3 separate regions of the Zea mays genome follow, and all the other regions are linked to region 2. Evidence: chromatin contacts called from public Hi-C data. All regions are on one chromosome and are shown on one strand. The core of a region is the stretch at or near the end of the contact, and the rest is flanking DNA. Distances in the headings are between cores, read along the strand shown. Region 1 holds the start of LOC103632137 (nitrile-specifier protein 5). Region 2 holds the start of LOC100282880 (ribosomal proteinS12 (homolog)). Region 3 holds the start of LOC103632138 (protein LURP-one-related 10).

Evidence for each region. A called contact is a pair of places that touch in the nucleus more often than the background predicts.
Region 1: a Hi-C map of ear shows a contact between it and region 2, with 4 times the contacts expected there. The contact joins the promoter of LOC103632137 here to the promoter of LOC100282880 in region 2. A contact is called at or near these places in 4 of 25 Hi-C or Micro-C datasets (ear, leaf and tassel).
Region 3: a Hi-C map of leaf shows a contact between it and region 2, with 5 times the contacts expected there. The contact joins the promoter of LOC103632138 here to the promoter of LOC100282880 in region 2. A contact is called at or near these places in 3 of 25 Hi-C or Micro-C datasets (ear, leaf and tassel).

Annotation. Positions count from the first base shown.
Region 1 is chr7:22,296,493-22,299,192 of Zm-B73-REFERENCE-NAM-5.0, reverse strand. It overlaps LOC103632137 (nitrile-specifier protein 5), which reads right to left and starts at 1,374. Exons shown (of 2, transcript XM_008653975.4): 1 at 1,092-1,374; 2 at 1-384. The coding sequence starts at 1,277.
Region 2 is chr7:22,148,846-22,151,627 of Zm-B73-REFERENCE-NAM-5.0, reverse strand. It overlaps LOC100282880 (ribosomal proteinS12 (homolog)), which reads left to right and starts at 1,505. Exons shown (of 5, transcript NM_001155786.2): 1 at 1,505-1,581; 2 at 1,667-1,715; 3 at 2,448-2,739. The coding sequence starts at 1,711.
Region 3 is chr7:22,390,336-22,393,230 of Zm-B73-REFERENCE-NAM-5.0, reverse strand. It overlaps LOC103632138 (protein LURP-one-related 10), which reads left to right and starts at 1,437. Exons shown (of 3, transcript XM_008653976.4): 1 at 1,437-2,011; 2 at 2,089-2,325; 3 at 2,416-2,672. The coding sequence starts at 1,736. The coding sequence ends at 2,556.

The DNA.
Region 1 (2,700 bases), core at 125-2,624, 150 kb before region 2:
CACCCGCCCCGCGCCCGCGTCCGCCGCCATGGAGTGGTAGCTGCGGTGCGGCGGGCCGTCGGCGCCGGACGACAGCAGCGTCCACGCCCGCGTCGCCGCGTCGAAGGCGTAGAGCTCGTTCAGCTCCTTGTGCTCCAGGTCGCGCCCGCCGAACGTGAACACCGTGCCGCCCGCGGCCGCCATGGTCACGCCCACGCGCGGCGGCGGCACGTCGCCCGTCGCGTCCAGCGCCGACCACGTCTGGGTGTTGAGGTCGAAGGCGTACATGGTGCTGTCAACCGGGACGCGCGGGGTGAGCTCGCCGCCGAACGAGTAGGCCGTGCCCCCGAGCAGCGTGATGGCGTGGGAGCTCCGTGCTCCCGGACCGGCGCCCTTCTGCTCCATCTGGGTGAAAAGCATTGAAATTGCAAGCATAATAAGCGAGACATCCACAATTAATCTCTCCACCCCGTTGAAACCAAATTCTGAGGCTCAAATTTCGCAGAAATGAAATCAGAATTCTAAGAATTGTGACATCCTTGTGATTTGGTTCAGATCAAGTGACTAATAAGCAACAGTGGCCATACGACTGCGGACTGCAAGGTTTTGAGGCTCAAAAGTTCAGCAGAAGTTGCAACAACTAAGGATTGGCAACTGTGGAGTCGGGGGCATACAGCTGCAAAAGAAGCTCGTTGACTCGAGCAGAACTTGGGCATCACCGACTTCCCTGTCAGCATGCCTTTGACACTAGGAAGACGAAGATCCATTGAAGACGGAATGGAAACTTCCTCGTCAACGCCACCCACCAATCCCGCAATCAATCCCCCTTTGTAGATCACATAGGGCTCCAGAGTCCAGTTCCCCGACCATCCGAGTGGGTGGGTTACTATCGCCAACTGATCCCAACTCACTTTTGAACCTAATATCAAAGATGGCTTGCAAAACTCCACTCAAGAAACAAACAAATCCTTCCGCGAACCAAAAACCAAGCTTAAATCCGATTCAAACATCAGGAACGTCTCCAAAAAAGCTACACCTGCCGGTGCGAATTCGACGGATGAATAAGTTAAAGAGAGAATCGGAGGAGGAAGACGAAGGCTAGGCAAGCAAACCTTCACCCAAGTTCCTGCCATTGACGCTCCCACAAAGCTCTGCTCCGCTTCCTCTGCTTTCCCGTGCTTTGGTGGTGTCAGTGATGTTGAGGGGGGGGCTCTCGCTCTCACTTTTGAGGTGCAGAGGATGGTGGCGTCCTCGTCACATGCTGACATGCCGGAGCAGAACAGCGTGAATCTGGCCATCGCTGGCTCGCTGCCGGGCACAATTTTTCTATTCAGCCACCGAGCTTGGTTGGCACTTGGCAATTGTTTTCGGTTTCTCGGAGGAAGAGGGTGTCTGTCTATTTGGTTTGCTTACGTGTTTTGACGTAGACATTATATATTTGAAATAATTAGATCTATACCATTAAAAAAATATAATTTTAGATATATACCACTAACTTTACATCTTATGGACTCATATAAACCCTAAACCCTTTATTTAGCACAGCCTTTAGACTATTTGTAGGGGTTTCTTAAATTTCTTTCTTTATATCATTTTTTGTGTCACATCATCAATATTTCTGTTGGGGCGAAACCGAAGACACCACCCTTCGCTCGATGCCTTCGCCGTCCTCGCTGCACCAACGGAGACAAGACAACGGACAGACTCACCCTTCGTCCCATACGTCACCGGACGAAGACCTGTGACGAGGTCGTCTCATATTGCGACCTCGTCCAGCATGGAGGCCCACGTGTGATCCAGCCCATTGTAACAGGCTCTGCGTGGCCGCTACGCATTACGGGCCTAATTTGTAAAGGCATCCCTGTAATTACGGTCTGTAACCCCGCTTTATGGGAATATTCCGGGGATAACATAGGTGTCTGAGGGCACATGCGTCCTTAACACAGGACGATGGGCACACAGATACCTATAAATACCCCCGCACAGTGCCCTTGAGAGGCTAGATTAACAGAGCTATTGCCATCTCGTGCAAAAACCCTGTTTGCGTTGCTACACTCCCCCGTTGGATCAATTTGCATCAGAGAGCAAGTTCCAACAATTTCATCCATACTTTTTCACCTTTCGTGGCAGGTTCCCCTAAATTCTCTTCATATATCTCACTACAACTATAAAATATCATCTTATATACCTATTTTTTATCCACTATCAATTTTTTTCCAACTACCAAACTCCAAAAACTACTGTTGCATGCCAGGAAGGGGTCGGCGCGCCCTCACACTTGATCTGACGGACGCCGATTTGGTCCCCTTCTACTGTAGCGCGAAGAAGACGCTTTAGCGTCAGGCGGTGCGGCGTATAGGGGCTGCTTGTTGCCCCTACAGGAGGGGAGAGGGGGCACATAGCCTTATGTATAGCTAGAGATGGCCAAACGGGCTGTTCGGCCCGGCCCGGGCCAGGCACGGTTAGGAAATCGGGCCGGGCCTTATAAGCCCGCGGGCTTGATTCTCTGTCCGAGCCCGGCCCACAGCGGGCCTAAACGGCTCGGGCCAGCCCGTTTAGCACGAAAAAAGCGGGCCGAAAGCGGGCTAAGCGGCCAAAAAACACGTTTTAGTTTAAAAAAAGCGGGCTTAACGTGCTTAGAGGTAAACGGCCGTGCCGGGCTAGCCCACCGTGCCTAGTTTCCTGTCCGAGCCCGGCCCGCTTATTCATGTCAGGCCGACC
Region 2 (2,782 bases), core at 256-2,755:
CATCTGTGCGTGGTATGACTCTGAGCAACATCTAGACCTTGTTCGTTTGTGTCGGATTGATGGGTCGGAACAATTCCGAGCCGGATTGCTTCTCTAATTTATATAAACTTTGATTAGCCGGAACGATTCCGGGTGCAATCCGATGTAAACGAACAAGGCTCTAGTTGGATTGCTACCTTGTTCCAACTCGATCCATTGGTGGGGACAAAAATTATTGGCCGACCGGATAAGAATCTAGAGGTTTAGACTGTCTTACGAGCATGATCCCATTACAAGTTGAAGAGTTGCAGGACACGAACAATTTCGCCCGACGCATTGCAGTCATAGAGTAGCAGAATATCTTGTGTGTGCAGTCAAATATCAACACATGTACCTTATCCATCCTAGGTCTAACTGAGGTGAAGCTTGTTTGGTTGGGTCCCGGCCTAAACACATGAACTTTCTCTCTGCACCATGTGTTCGCCAATATTTAATGATGCTACCACTTTCAAACCTACCTCTCAAAATGTGTCCATCGATCAATTTCTACATGAAGTCCTTCATGACTTTCTCCATCATCTACTAGCTCCACACGTTGGCCCTTCTCCCTCACACAAACATTAGACTCACCATTTTTTCACTTCTAGTTTACATAAACAAAAACAAAAAAAAAGAGAGGAGGAGGAGCTAGAAAATCATATCAATCATTTGGGTCTAGCTTGAGTACTTCATTAGGCAATGTAGCGTGGCAACTGTATGTTGGGGCCGAGAACAAAATCCTGACCTATTCGGGAATGACTACTTAATTGTAAGGATACGTCTGTTCGACAAGTATGGCACAACTGCACATAACCTGTTGTATCTCTATATTCAAGTCGGCTACATGTAGTGCGTTAGTGTCTTCTTTCTCGACCTGCCATCTCCAAAGCCCAAACTCATAATGAGTTCCACTCAGAAATTTGGGGCATGGTTATTGAATCAAAATGAAAAGTTAGCACACACCTATACAGTGGATGATGAGGAGGACGATACTCTTAACACGCGCTAAGAGGGAGCAACACCCTTACGTCGGTGCTACAACGAGGATCAGTGGGGGAATGTCGGCTCTCTAAAACCTCGGTAAAACATTGAGTAGTCTTCTAATCCTTACCTTAGTACTACATATATTTACTCTTGAGCAATTCAAGTTAAGTGTTTGCATTCTTAAAATTATTATGCTAGTGTATAGTATTGGAAATTAGGGTACAAAACTTCGTATCACATCATTATCTAGTTAGGTGAAGTTATACTACTGATTAGGATTTAAATTGCACAATATTTTTTTGAAAAGCCTAAGGCACAAGAAAGTTAACCATGCGCGGCAGTCGCCGAACCTCAGCACGGCCGTTGCTGCACACGGCTTTACGGCCTCAGATGGCGAGGAGAGCTGCTCGCTCGGACTAATAAAGGCCCATACAGGTCCGGCTATATTTAGCCCACAAAGGCCTATACAGGCCTGGCTCGACGAGCCGGCAGCCCGGCACTTATAATTCCGCCTTCTCCCACCTGTCTCACACCCTCTAGCCAAAACCCTAGCAGCCGCCCGGTGCTCCCTCTCTGCAGGTGGCGGCGCGCTCCCCTCGCCTCGTTTGTTCTTCCTCCCGTCTCCCTCACTAATCGCTACTGACTTTTCTCTTGCCTGATCCAGATCTCCCTTCGCAGCCGCCGAGGAACCCCTTCACAGCGCGGAAGATGGCGTAAGTCTCCCAACCGATATCTTTTCCATGCTCGTTTCAGGGATCTTGGTCCGGTTAGCGAAATTTTAGTTCCGGATTGGTATGACGCTAGAATCGTTCTGCTTGATGCGTGTTTTCCGTAATTGTTACGGGTAGGGGTACCAATATACTAATAGCTCGGTAGATTAGTTGCGCTACTATTGGGATGAAATGATTATCCTGCTACTATGCTGTCTTCCCTGGGCCAAACTTGGTAAAGGCATGTTCATCACTATTTGTGCTCTGGAATCTAAGTGCATTCGTAACACATTGTTGGATCAAAAGTGTGCAATTCAAGCTTCCAATGTTTTCATGCTAAATGTCCTGCTGACCAAACCGAACTGAGGTTTTGATGGTTAATTGTGTTGTTAGTTAGGTGTATTTTTCTGTGGTTTGCGTTATCTATGTACTTAATTGAGAGATGAATGTTTCTGTCTCAATTGATTGTTGTTATTAATTTATCATCATCATCAGCATATCAAAGACTGTAAAAACGAACCTCACTTTATATGCTTTTAAGTTCTGCTGGCTTCTTACCTATGTCCTGTTGCTTATTAAGCACTAGAGCCTCCCAATTACTGAGTACTACTAGTATTGAAATGTTTCATCTTGGTGCGGTATATGTTGATACTCATCTAGCCTTTGCAAAATTGTTTGTTATAGTTATTGCTTTTTGCTCCTGCATTGTCAATTCACCAAATTCTGGTTTGGCAGTGAACAGGAGGCCCCAGTCGCGGTTGAGGCACCAACCCCAGTTCTTGGGGAGCCTATGGACTTGATGACTGCTCTGCAGCTCGTGATGAAGAAGTCAAGTGCTCATGACGGTCTTGTGAAGGGTCTCCGTGAGGCTGCCAAGGCCATCGAGAAGCACGCCGCTCAGCTTTGCGTGCTTGCTGAGGACTGTGACCAGCCAGATTACGTCAAGTTGGTGAAGGCACTCTGCGCTGAGCACAATGTTCACCTGGTCACTGTTCCTGCCGCTAAGACTCTTGGCGAGTGGGCCGGGGTGAGTTAAGAGTCTCTTTCTCTAAAACTTGTGCTGCTTTTTA
Region 3 (2,895 bases), core at 188-2,687, 240 kb before region 2:
AAAAATAACTTCTATTGGGCGCAATAAAATCCTTTAATATTTACAAAACGACAAATATAAATTGTAGTCAAACACTTATAGCCGCACTTGATACCAAGCTAAAAAGTTTTTTCTAACATTTTGCACTTGATATCACTTAGTGTCGGGTAAGATAAAAGTTTGGGACAAAAAAAAAAGACTTTAGAACCTATATTAGAGCAGTGGCTTCTTCGAGCTGTCAAAAAATTAACATTTATAGTCTCTTGATGAATGCGTCTATGGCGGCGTGGCCACGCAGGATTGTGGCAGCACGAAGATGTCAATTCATTTCATAGGTCTATATCGGTTCGTTTCTTAACCTCAAAAATATTTAATATAAACGGATACTTGATGAATACTCAGGGCGTGTACAACGTAGAGACCCTAAAATAGTTTTTCAAAATATAAGAAAAAACATTATATAACTCTAATAATCCTCTATATCATAAATAAATTTAAGAGACAATAAGTATAGAAAATCTTGAAAAGACGGACTTTTGATCTTTTTTTTATTTAACCGCCCTATACATCCCTCGAGAGACGCCTCAATTAAGGCCATGTACAATCACATTAATTGAGGGTTCTCTATGGGGTTAAGTGAAAGAAAATTAAGAGACGGTCTCTTCACGAAGACCCCCTCTCATCACGACTTTTTATACTTATTGTTTTTAACGGCATTTATGATCTATGGGCTTAAGGTTATATCATGTAGTCTCTTAGTTATCTCATATATTTACAAAACCGTTCTAGCATCTCTAGATTTGTACATGCCTTATAGTTAGAGGCGGGTCCCATAAGTTTGGAGGCTCCGGGCGGTTGCCCCTTGCTCACTCTATAGAACTAGCCCTAGACATGTTTAAATGGTCATGCCGGTCGGTCTGACCTAGACACGGCTAGGCTCGGCACGACGGGACTTAGTCTAAGCCCGACACGGTTTAGTATCATGTCGGGCCGACCTACGGGCTGTTTGAAGCGGCCAAGGCCTAGCACGGTTGTTCTTACATGGACCATGCTGACCAAGGCACGCCCGCCCTAGTAGTGGCAGGCTAGGCCCGAGCTTATAAACAGAAAAAAAAACACTACAAAATTCATATTTATTCTAAATTCAATAGATTACATTTAAAATTTTAGATACATACTTAAACACAAAATTTTATATAAGCACATAAACACATATCACATTTTATTATACTCCCATATAACAAACAGAAGTATAAGTATTATTATACCTAAAAATAGACTAGACGTTACTGAACTTCTTGTGCCTACACCGTAGACCATACTAGCGGTCCAAGCCCGACATAGCTACCGGACCACGTGTCGCCGGGCCGGGCCATTTGGCCCTGGGATCGATGTCCTGCTATGCCAGTGGCGAGTGGCGACAACCGAAGAAGAACAGCAGACCTCTGCATGTCATTGTCATTATGCTTATGCATGCGTAGTATTTGCTTCTTTCGGAGGCCTGTTTGTAAACCCCAGCAGACGACCAACCAAAAACCAATCCTTCTCGATCGGTAGATCTTTTCTGAGGCTCAGAGTAACCTTTTGTGGTTCTCTGTTTAAAATAGAGTTGCCAACTTTTGTGGTGTGGATCAGCTCACTTTGCGCGGCGGTGGCTGGCAGTAATACTGTGCATTCCTTCTTGGCGTGTTGCGTGTAGCATAGCATAGGAGCGTTGTGTATCAGCAAGAAGACGACCCTTGGTACTTGGTAATAGATGGCAGCACCTCCGTCCATGCCGGCGCCGCCGCCGCCGGAGCCAAGCGGAGGCATCGTATCCCCCGTGGCGGTGGTGGCCTCGCATTTCTGCGCGCCCTACGTGGTGCAGCTGGCGGTGAAGGAGAAGAAGGTGAGCCTCCGGGAAGGCGACTTCACCATCACCGACACCAACGGCGCCGTCGTGGTCACGGTCAAGGGTGCCTTGATCAGCATCCACAACCGCCGCCGCCTCCTCGACGCCGCCGGCAACCCCCTCCTCTGCCTGCGCGAGAAGGTACTGCGGCTAGGCAATTAATAGACCGAATCGAACATACAACAAGCAGCAATGGCTCTGCTGATCTGCATTGGCAGGTAATCAGCATGCACAACACGTGGGAAGCGTACAGAGGGGACAGCACGAGATCGAGCGACCTGCTCTTCACCGCCAAGAAATCCTCCATCATCCAGCCGTTCAAGACCGAGATGCTCATCTACCTGGCCTCCAACACCTCGCACGAGGCCTGCGACTTCATCATGAAGGGCAGCTTCAAGGAGAGGTCCTGCTCTTTCTACCTCGGCGGCAACAACTCCAACGCCTTGATCGCTAAAGTGAGTATATATAATATATATATACAAAAATGATGAGGTGCGCCGCTTCAGAGAGAATATTTTTTTTTCCCCATCCGCTTCGATCTGCAGATGCACCGCGAGCACAGCGCCACGAGCATGTTGCTGGGAAAGGACTACTTCAGCCTCACCGTGTTCCCGAACGTCGACTACGTGTTCATCTCGGCGCTTGTGGTCATCCTGCAGGAAATTCACACGGACAAAAATGACTGAATGCACACCACAGGTGTCATACATATGGTCATCCTTCTGTTCTCCCTAGTGTAACCTTATATAATAATCTTATGTATATTGAGGATTGCATATATAGAGACTTCAAAGCTTCTTCACTTCAAAGCTCCCTAGTGTAACCTTAATAATCTTACGCCCCGTTTGGATCACTGGAATTGAATTCCATTCTAATAATAGTAATTTAGGCATATATCAATTAAGCTAATTCACTTGTATACAAAATATATTTGTATACTATTATTAGCAAGATGTCCTAGATATTTATGTGCTACATTTTTACTATAGAGGAGTAGAACGAAGAGTGTCATGTAAGTTATAGAT